Linked DNA regions of Cyprinus carpio: region 2 is linked to region 1. Evidence: chromatin contacts called from public Hi-C data. All regions are on one chromosome and are shown on one strand. Each heading gives the region's core, a stretch centred on a gene start, on an enhancer-like site or on the middle of the called end of the contact. The rest is flanking DNA. Distances are from core to core; before and after follow the strand shown.

Evidence for each region. Hi-C and Micro-C count contacts between places; a contact is called where the count stands out from the background.
Region 2: a contact with region 1 is called in a Hi-C map of liver, with 7 times the contacts expected there. The contact joins the enhancer-like site here to the promoter of LOC109065388 in region 1. A contact is called at or near these places in 2 of 8 Hi-C or Micro-C datasets (both in liver).

What each region holds. Positions count from the first base shown.
Region 1 is chrA23:1,200,516-1,205,199 of ASM1834038v1, forward strand. It overlaps LOC109065388 (transcription factor MafB), which reads left to right and starts at 2,758. Exons shown (of 1, transcript XM_042712555.1): 1 at 2,758-4,684. The coding sequence starts at 3,344. The coding sequence ends at 4,534.
Region 2 is chrA23:1,270,377-1,275,060 of ASM1834038v1, forward strand. No RefSeq gene overlaps it. Among protein-coding and RNA genes, the nearest start is that of trnae-uuc, 45 kb to the left of the region's middle. Within about 2 kb of position 2,240, at least 1 of the 8 cell types and tissues checked has an H3K27ac peak or open chromatin away from gene starts, as enhancers often do. A contact at or near this core is called in liver, where this site is marked.

The DNA of each region.
Region 1 (4,684 bases), core at 1,508-4,007:
AAGACCTTGCTGCGTTCATCTTAAGAGACGAGACGTCTAAGGATATTCATTTTAGTCATTTTACACACATTTATACGTTGATAATGTTTTACAGTATAAACAATTGCACTTATAATGTAAACATGTTTTGAATCTCGAGTAATTATTTTTAAACGCTTTTCATTGATACTTCATTATTACATACATCACTTTTTTTTTTTTTTAAAGATGATAACACCTTTTCATTGGTTTGAGACGTAAATAAAATGTGTGCATTTAGGCTACTTTTGTGCATTTTCCTTTTCCTTTTAAAGACGAACTTTCCTGACATAACGTCGGCAGTACGAATACGAATCTTCCTGAGAACTTCTGTCCTGTCTCGACAGTAACGCTTAAGTGGTTCAAGTTTTTATAGTCGTGTCTGTTACATATTGATAACCAGCTCTCATAATAGATGATGTATTCTGTTTTCCACTGTACTCTTCTAGAATGCAGAGCACAAGCCTTTTCGCAAGCACCCATTACCTGCGTGTGTCCCAAGAGGAGGATGAAGAGGAAACAAGAAAACTTTCTGTCTGTCTGTCTGTCTCTCTCCCCCTCTGTCCCCCATAAACACACACGCATTCATGAAATCTGCATTTCCCCCAAAAGTCTTCTGCACTGTTATAAACTAAAAACAACAAAAATGCACTCGACTAGGCTTGTCATCACAAAAATGCAGTCATGAGTTACAATAAGATCATCAATATTTAAATATGTCATACTCATCTTGTCCACGGCTGAATGTCGGATGTCCTTATGAGGGGTTAAAAAAAAAAAAAAAAAACGGCATCCTTTCCAAGCCCATGCAGTATCCGAGGCCTGGGACATTCACCGGCGTGCGGTCCACAACGTCTCCCTTTGACAACTGCTCTATGATACATCTCTGAGCTGATTTTATTTCTCTTATTCATTCCTAAAAATCGTAGGATGGGAATCTCATTAGGCCAAATAAGCGTGCATCAACACTTTTCCCGCTGTCCATAAGCAAGAGGATCACTTAATAGATCATTAACCACCAATATGCTGCTGACATGAGAGTTTGTTATCATCTCCTCTCCATCAGAGAGAGAGAAACCGGTAGCGGGAGTCTGAGAGAATCAGAGCGCGTGACTGTACGGGCCCGGTGCTTTTAGGGCTTTGCATAAACTTCGATGAAAGAATTAACAGCTGGCCTAGTTGACGTGAAGATGCGATGCCGATATGGGTAAGTAAAATTCGCAATGACCGACGAAAGGAATGAATTAAAATAAGACTACAATTTAAATAGTTTTTATATATTTTAATCGTTTTATAGATAGATTATATATATATATATATATATATATATATATATATATATAGATATATATATATATATATATATATATATATATATATATATATATTCAAATAAAAATAAATATACTAAATATGAAGGGATACGTAAGTATTGGCAAGTGACGCTTAAATAAAGTAAACATATTGGGGCTTTTTTGTGCACTTTTTATTTTGTTAAATAAACCGCTCGGACTGATTGCATCGGTCGTATTTAGGATAATTTCTGCGACTGTTTCTTAAAGTTCATTCTAATAATAGCCTATCAAAGACAGCACGACATAATATTAAAAGGCAAATCGTAAAATGCATTTTGCGTCAAGAGTCAAATAAAAATAGGGGAAAATAAGGAAAGGAGCAAATGCCATGTAATATGGAATAAGTCTATGAAATAGGAATAAAATCAATATGTCTTTACTAAGGTTATTGACGTTATACTACTTGCTGAAATAGCCTATATTTAAGCAGTTTTAATAAATACTTAATGTGTTTGTGTACAGTATATGACTTGTGCCTAACAAAAATAACCAATAGTCTTAAACAGCGATGTAACTATGCCTGTAATGAAAGATTTAGTCAAAAGACTCGGTGACGCACAGTAAGTCTTGTACTCGAAGACAGAAGCTTTTAAGATCACAGATATGCAAAATATTTGTTTATTTTCATTAATCCTTACAATTTATTCACAGATAAAATCACTAATTTTCTCACATCCTATAGTCGTATAGCGGGAGCACGAGACGAGAGCGCGGCAGGGATCAGATGCGCCACATGAGGGCAGCGTCGGGTGAGTTTTCACGAATCTAGCGTCACGCGCAGCATCACCAGCCTTTCACTTCAGCTTGTCTTGTTGAAGATTCAGGAGTTAATACATATCGCAATAAAACATACACCTGGTGGGTCCCGGGCGTCCTCATATATATATATATATATATATATATATAGCCTATATATATATATATATATATATATATATTATATATATATATATATATATATATATATATATATATATAGCCTATGCTAAGTAAAAAATAAGAAAAATAAGAAGTTAAAAATAAAACTTTTAGAAAATTTTTATTTAAAATCACGTGAAACCGTGCTTGTTTAGTTGAGTTTAGTTGAGTAATTTTGACACAGTGGATAAAAGCTGAACTATTATTGTGATTTAACGACATTTGTGAAGAAGTATTATGCAAATGCTGGCGGATGTAACAACCTGCTGTCGCATGTTACAGACTAATACCTTTTTCTTTCTTTTTTTAATAAAACACTTTCACAAACCATCTCGATAGTTTGTTTTCATTTTAAATGTCCAGTGAAATTAATTTGGAATCTATATGTTGTTTAAAATTCAAATATAAATAGCATATCTGGATGCAAGAGCATAAATGGACTTTTCACAAGAATGTGACGTTTTGAAAATATGCCCAGTTACAGTATGTTGTACTTTGTATGTAGTACAGAACAAACGGCCTCTCGGTAGGTGCGCGAATCCAATCAGTCATTACTCTCCCTTTCCTCATCCCGTCAGCTGACAACACACCAACAACGATCATTATGCTAATTCTCCAGATCTGACTGGTCGCCAGCCTCCTCTGACGTCACGCGCGCGTAGACTATAACAGTACAGAGGGCTGTGGCGTCCTGCTACAGTCTGAATACTCAGGAGTGAGCGCGAGCTGAACTCTCTGCGGTGCAGAGCTGGAAAAACACAGCACCCATCCACCTCAACGCTGCTTACTTAAGGACATATTTTGGAGTATCCGGGATTGGGACGGGAGCCCTTGTCCGGTACTCATTTTTGTCTTTTATTTATGTTTTGAGTTCGACGGGACGAGCGCGAGAGACTTGACTTTCTCCAGAACTGTCCAAAGACTGCAGCTGCCGAGCTCCCTGCGTCCATATGAGGCAAATGTCTTTTGCAGTGCATTAGTCCAGAAAGTTTTTTCTTTTTTTTCTTTCTTTGTCTCGCTTTCTCCTGTTTGAACATTTCGAGTGACCCTGCATGCTCCAGCGCTCGAGCGCGTCGCGTTCGGAGACCCATCCAGAAAATTGCATGCGCAAAGAGGGGCAAGAAAAGCAAAAGTCGAGTTTTGCGACGCTGGTAAATACTTTGCTAAAGAACAGGGACACAATGAGCGGCGATCTCGCCATGGGGCCAGAGCTGCCCACCAGCCCGCTGGCGTTGGAATATGTCAATGACTTTGATTTGATGAAATTCGAGGTGAAGAAAGAGGCCTTGGCGGCGCACGATCGCTCCAGTATACGGCAGTGCAATCGTCTCCAGCCGCAGGGCTCCGTGTCCTCGACTCCAATCAGCACCCCGTGCAGCTCCGTGCCGTCCTCCCCGAGCTTCAGCCCCACGGAGCAGAAGAACCATCTCGAGGAGCTGTACTGGATGCCCAGCGGCGCGTACCCGCAGCAGATCGATCCGCAGACGCTAAGCCTGACGCCCGAAGACGCGGTGGAGGCTCTGATCGGTGCCACGGCCCACGGGCACCCTCCGCCCCCTCATGTGCAGCAGCAGTTGCAAGCAGGAGGCTTTGAGGGATACAGGGGCGCGCATCACCACCACGGCCACGCGCAGCAACAGCAGCAGCAGCAGCAGCACCACCACCAATACGGCGCGATACCGCATCACCCCGACGACCTGCAAAGTCACCCCGGCGCCCACGACCTCCACCACCATCACCACCACCACCACAGTCAGGACCTCGACAGCCCTTCTCCTACCTCGCCCGGGTCCCACCAGCAGCTCCACCACCGTCACCACCACCATCACCACCCGCACGCCCACCCCGGCCAGCAGGGTCACCACGGCGTGGGTGGAGGCCTGAGCGTGGAGGACCGCTTCTCCGACGACCAGCTGGTGTCCATGTCCGTACGGGAGCTCAACCGACACCTGCGGGGCTTCACCAAGGACGAGGTGATCCGCCTGAAGCAGAAACGCCGAACCCTGAAGAATCGGGGCTACGCGCAGTCGTGCCGCTACAAGCGCGTGCAGCAGAAGCACGTGCTGGAGAACGAGAAGACGCATCTCGTCAACCAGGTAGAGCAGCTCAAGCAAGAGATCAACCGGCTGGCCCGAGAGAGAGACGCCTACAAACTCAAGTGCGAGAAACTGAGCGGAGCGAACGGGTTCCGCGAGGCAGGATCCACGAGCGACAACCCGTCCTCTCCAGAGTTCTTCATGTGAGTGTGTGAGTGTGTGTTTCCTATGCCTGAGAGACATTGCGCTCATTCAGATAACAGCAGATACAGTACTCATATTAGAAGAATACTCCACAAGAAATAATAATCTCATATGTAATCATCGCCACCGACTTTGGCAACTAAAATGCGAAGA
Region 2 (4,684 bases), core at 990-3,489, 69 kb after region 1:
CCTAACTGCTTCCAACACCCCCGATCCCCCATTCCTCTCCATCTATAGACCTCCTCCTGATTCTCTAATGGTGACACTTGTTCATTAGTAGTCCAACACAGAAGTTCTCTCTCTTTCTCTCTCTCTCTCTCTCTCTCTCTCTCTCTCTCTGTCACATACACTCAACCTTACCTTCTCCTGCTTCCTGCTGTTTTTACAGGCCTGTGGCACCTCTTTATTTTACAGCAGCACACAGTAGTCTAACACTGCTCAGATCAGGTCTCAAGAATCTGGATTCAATATACAGGGTGAGCGCCGACCCTGTCTCTTTCAGTGGGACAACCAGGAGAACAACAACCATTTTCCAAAGAGAGCCAACTGGAAACTGTACATATATAGCACCTAAGAGAAGATCAACTCAAGTCATCAACATGTCTAACTAGGTGCAGAGTCATATGTTTTGCCAGTAAATGCAGAAAATGCATGTGTAAAAATGCATTTTGTTAGTAACTGGGCTTCTGATTCCATCTCGATAAACCCATTATGTCACATAGCAGGTAGCTCCACCCACAGTGAACTCTCATTGGTTGAAAATCCACACAGCTGTCTAATATTAAAAATGTTCTGATTGGCTGCAGTTTTTGTCCACAGAATTTAGATTTTTAGATTTCCCCAATATACTGAATTCAAGAACAGCACCACCCCTGGTGGAGTATTGAATATTGGGCAAACGTTTGATGCTCAGATTTCAAACCATTTTCACTCTGACTGTAACCTTGTGAAGCCCAACTAATGACTTGTGGCCTGTTCACATGATGTATCTGTATACAAGAGTTGTTGCCTTGATCAGAGCAGGACCTTTTCCTGTTTTAAAGGGGTCATGAACTGCCTTTTTTATTATTTTTTACTGTTCCCTGAGTTCCACTTATAATGTTATCAATCAAAATACATTATAATTTAGAAGTAAAAGGCTATTTTCTGTCCTGTTTGAATGGGCATGATGGTTGTGTATGTTTGACAGCCTACAGACTTCACAGATGGACGCTGCTGTGATTTAGGTTAAAAACACATGTATACATATCAGATGATCTGTAATAACAGAAAAAGCAATAGTGAGCACATAAAAAAAAAAACCAGTTGCTCACACTTACTGTCAGAACTAATATAGTTGCACAGCATTGTCTTTTAGTTTCGTTCTTTCTGAAAATCAGGCATCAAATTGTGCCTTGTTTTTAAATGAATCCATGTTAAAATTAAGTGATCAAAGGACCAAGTTCTTACTGACGAAATCTGTATCTTCATTCAAAATAAAGTTCATCCACTCTTTCCTAATGCTGGGATCAGAAGGAAGACAATGCAAAGACTGTTTTTCCAAAGTTTGGCACTGAACAGCATCTTCACGTCTTCAGGGCATCTTTATTGTGTGGTTTTAGTGTAGACATGCGTTTGCTTCTCTCGTTATTTACACTACATGCGTGAATCGGTGGGCGGAGCTAAATGGACAGTGATGTAGAAGCAGGCGTTGATCTTCTTCTGTGGAGGCAGGGTTTACCCGCTCTATTATGTCAGAAAGTGGCAGATTCCACAACCTGTTCTGTTGACAGACTGGGTGTTTTTAGACTAACGAGAAAGTTTTGAGTTTTGTAACTTGCAGGAAGTGTTTATAATACATTGACCTCTTACATGTCAAAAGATCACGGGAATTGAAATTTCTCAGTTCATGACCTCTTTAAGTTCAAACGCATGTTACGTCTTTCATTTGCATTCACTACTTTCTCTGTTTACTGTGTACACTTCCCTGTTTTCTGCTACCTAGCCATCTCGTAAAGCTGCTCTTCCATGACACTCTCCACAGCACTCTTCACATGAAGGTCAAAACGTGTGGAAAGATGCACTGAAGCCTTGACATGAGTCATATGAAAGAGACTTTACAGCTTGCTGTGAGTGATACACCCTTCCAACTCATGAATAAACCAAAAGTTAGAGGATATAGTTCAACCTTTAACTATAATGAAGACCTATTTCATTGTAGGCATCTACTTGACCAGCAGATTTTCATTGTTTCTTCTATGGATTTCTCTTGGAACCAAAGAAGCAAAGTCCAGTGTCTGGATTGTGTCTGTTGACAAGCCCGCTGGATGGCCTGTAGAAAGTACACACAACAACACCAGCACAGAGCAAAACTCCCTCATTCACACTTTTACATTTTCATACGTTCAGAATTGAAGAGAGACAGTGTTGTTCTTGTTGTTCCATGTCTCTGGTCTGTTTGCTCTTTTCCAGGCGCTCATGGGGCTGATATATACGGGGCACCTCTGAGGCTCGTCTGACTGGGCCTGCCACTTGTGTTTTGTGTAGACGGAGCGAAAGGGAACGAGGAGACAAGGATCATGTCCTCTCTTGGAGAAGTGCTAACTTGGGCAGGGAAAGGAATTTTTTGTGGTTTATTCAGAGAGCGGCTCCATCTGTGTAAACTGGCGCTTGCCAGGATGTCGACTCCCTCGCTTTCTGCACAGACACACGCTTAACCCCTTCAACACCTTCTGCTCACCATATCTGCTAGTCACAGTCACAAACAATTACACAGCTAACAAGATAATCTTACTTAATATTGCAAAGTAAAAATTACATCTTGCAAAAGCAGAATCAACCAAAAACAAGACAAACCCTTTTGAAAAAGAAGTACACTACAGTATACTATTGCTTATTACAAAAGGAATACACTTTAAAGTAAAAGTAAAACGTTTAATTCGACAGGATTACAAAATACTTAAGTGTTCCATGAAACATCATCAACAGTGTCTCTTTTTAAGTACACTTAAGTGGCCTTTTATTTAATTAACATTAAATTATCTGCAAGTACAGTTCTGCAAGTTTTTGAAGCACACCACAAGTGCACATGCTATACAACTGTCATGTTAACAATACCAATTTACCATGTTAACAATAGTTTCTGATAAAACATCATAATTACAACAGTTTATGTTGCTACAATAAAGCTAACTTGCTATTAGCCCCCACTGTCATCATGAACAGAAATTCAACTAATTAAACAGATCTATTATTGGTCACATATTATGATTTTAGTAGCAACCAAAACTGTATCTGTGGTTACTTGGGTAATTTTCATAAATGTTTTTGTAAGGTGCTGAGTAGTGCCAAGTTTTTTTTGTGGTTCCTATTTAGTGTCTTTACCAGCAGTGGTAAAGTGAAAGCAATTTAGAGAGGTTATGTATGTATTTGCCCAAACATTTTCTGTCTTGCCTGATGAAAATGTGACTAAGCAGGCAGTTAATTTGTGTGTGTGTGTGTCTGTGTGTCATTATCTTCATTACTGTGTTCTGAGAGTGAGTTTGTATATATTTATGCAATACTATATTCCTTAAACTGAAGTTAACTCAGTCATGCTGCCATGAACCGGGAGTGTGATTGGTGAAACTAGGCTAACCTCTAAATAAACACACATGTGCATGCACACACACACGCACTCTGGTCTGGACATGAACGCTTCAACCTAAACTCCCTCTGCTGGAGATGCGTTTAACAGGAAACACAGCAGAACCTCTGGAAAAACTGTGATTTCATAACAGCTGAAGAGACACTGAGATTTTCTAGTCGCTGTGAGATGCTTTTTTTTCATACTTACAAACAAACCCTGGAAATGACTGACTTTATCACACATTTGGGTGGAATGTGTTTTAAACATTGACAGATGTCTTTGTATGTGAAAACGACTGAAAAAACTGCACTTTTCAACCTAGACTTGCAAGAAAATCACACACTGATAGTAGACGACTCCAGATGTGACTATAAAACAGTTTCACTTTAATTATCTTTAAACAAAAGTCTAAATATAACATCCTTTTATGTATGAACAGTTCGAATTATAAACAGTTATTTAATGCATTGTATTTTTGTGTTCATTTACAAAGTCAATACTGTCTTTAAAACGGCAGGACTACTATACACTGTATTTTCAGCCTCTGTACCTACTTTTAAAGCACCAAAACCATGTCAGAATGTTTCTTAGGCTGAATATGACTTTATTCATGATGTACTCTGTGTTATTCTCATTAGTCTCTTTAAACTCTTTGTCTCTGGTCTTCCTCATCTTCTGTCTCTCTGCAGGATTCATTCTCTGAGTCACGGGGCTGTCCCTGGCACACTGACTGGAAGCCTCTAGTTTATGAGTGGAGCTGGCGCTCTGCCCGGCCCTATGGCTTGCTCTGCCTCTCGTCCCACATTTAACCCCTTACTGCCTCCACGGGTTGGGATCAGCTGTGCTCCACACTTAACCCTTCACTCAGTCTGAGCCAGGAACCTTAGTAATAGTTTACTTTGAACCTTTACTAAATTATTTGAAGTCAGCATGAAATAAAAAGTTACCCTATTTTCTCGATGAATGTTATTTATCTTATTGCGAACCATTCTTCAATGCATGTTTTAATGAAAAAATAAATAAATTATATCTGACCTCGTAAGTTTTAATCAAAATTTTATAACTTGATCATCAGACATCTCCAAATGTTAAACCCCGTCCCTACGAGCTCACATTCATCATCCCTGCCTTAAATTTATTTTCTGAAAGCTTCTTTCAGTCACATGTACGTTGTTTTGTTGCAATTAATGTATTATTACAACTTTAAACTTACATGCAGTATAATTTACCCAAATTCAATTAGCATTTAATCACTCGTATGTGTTA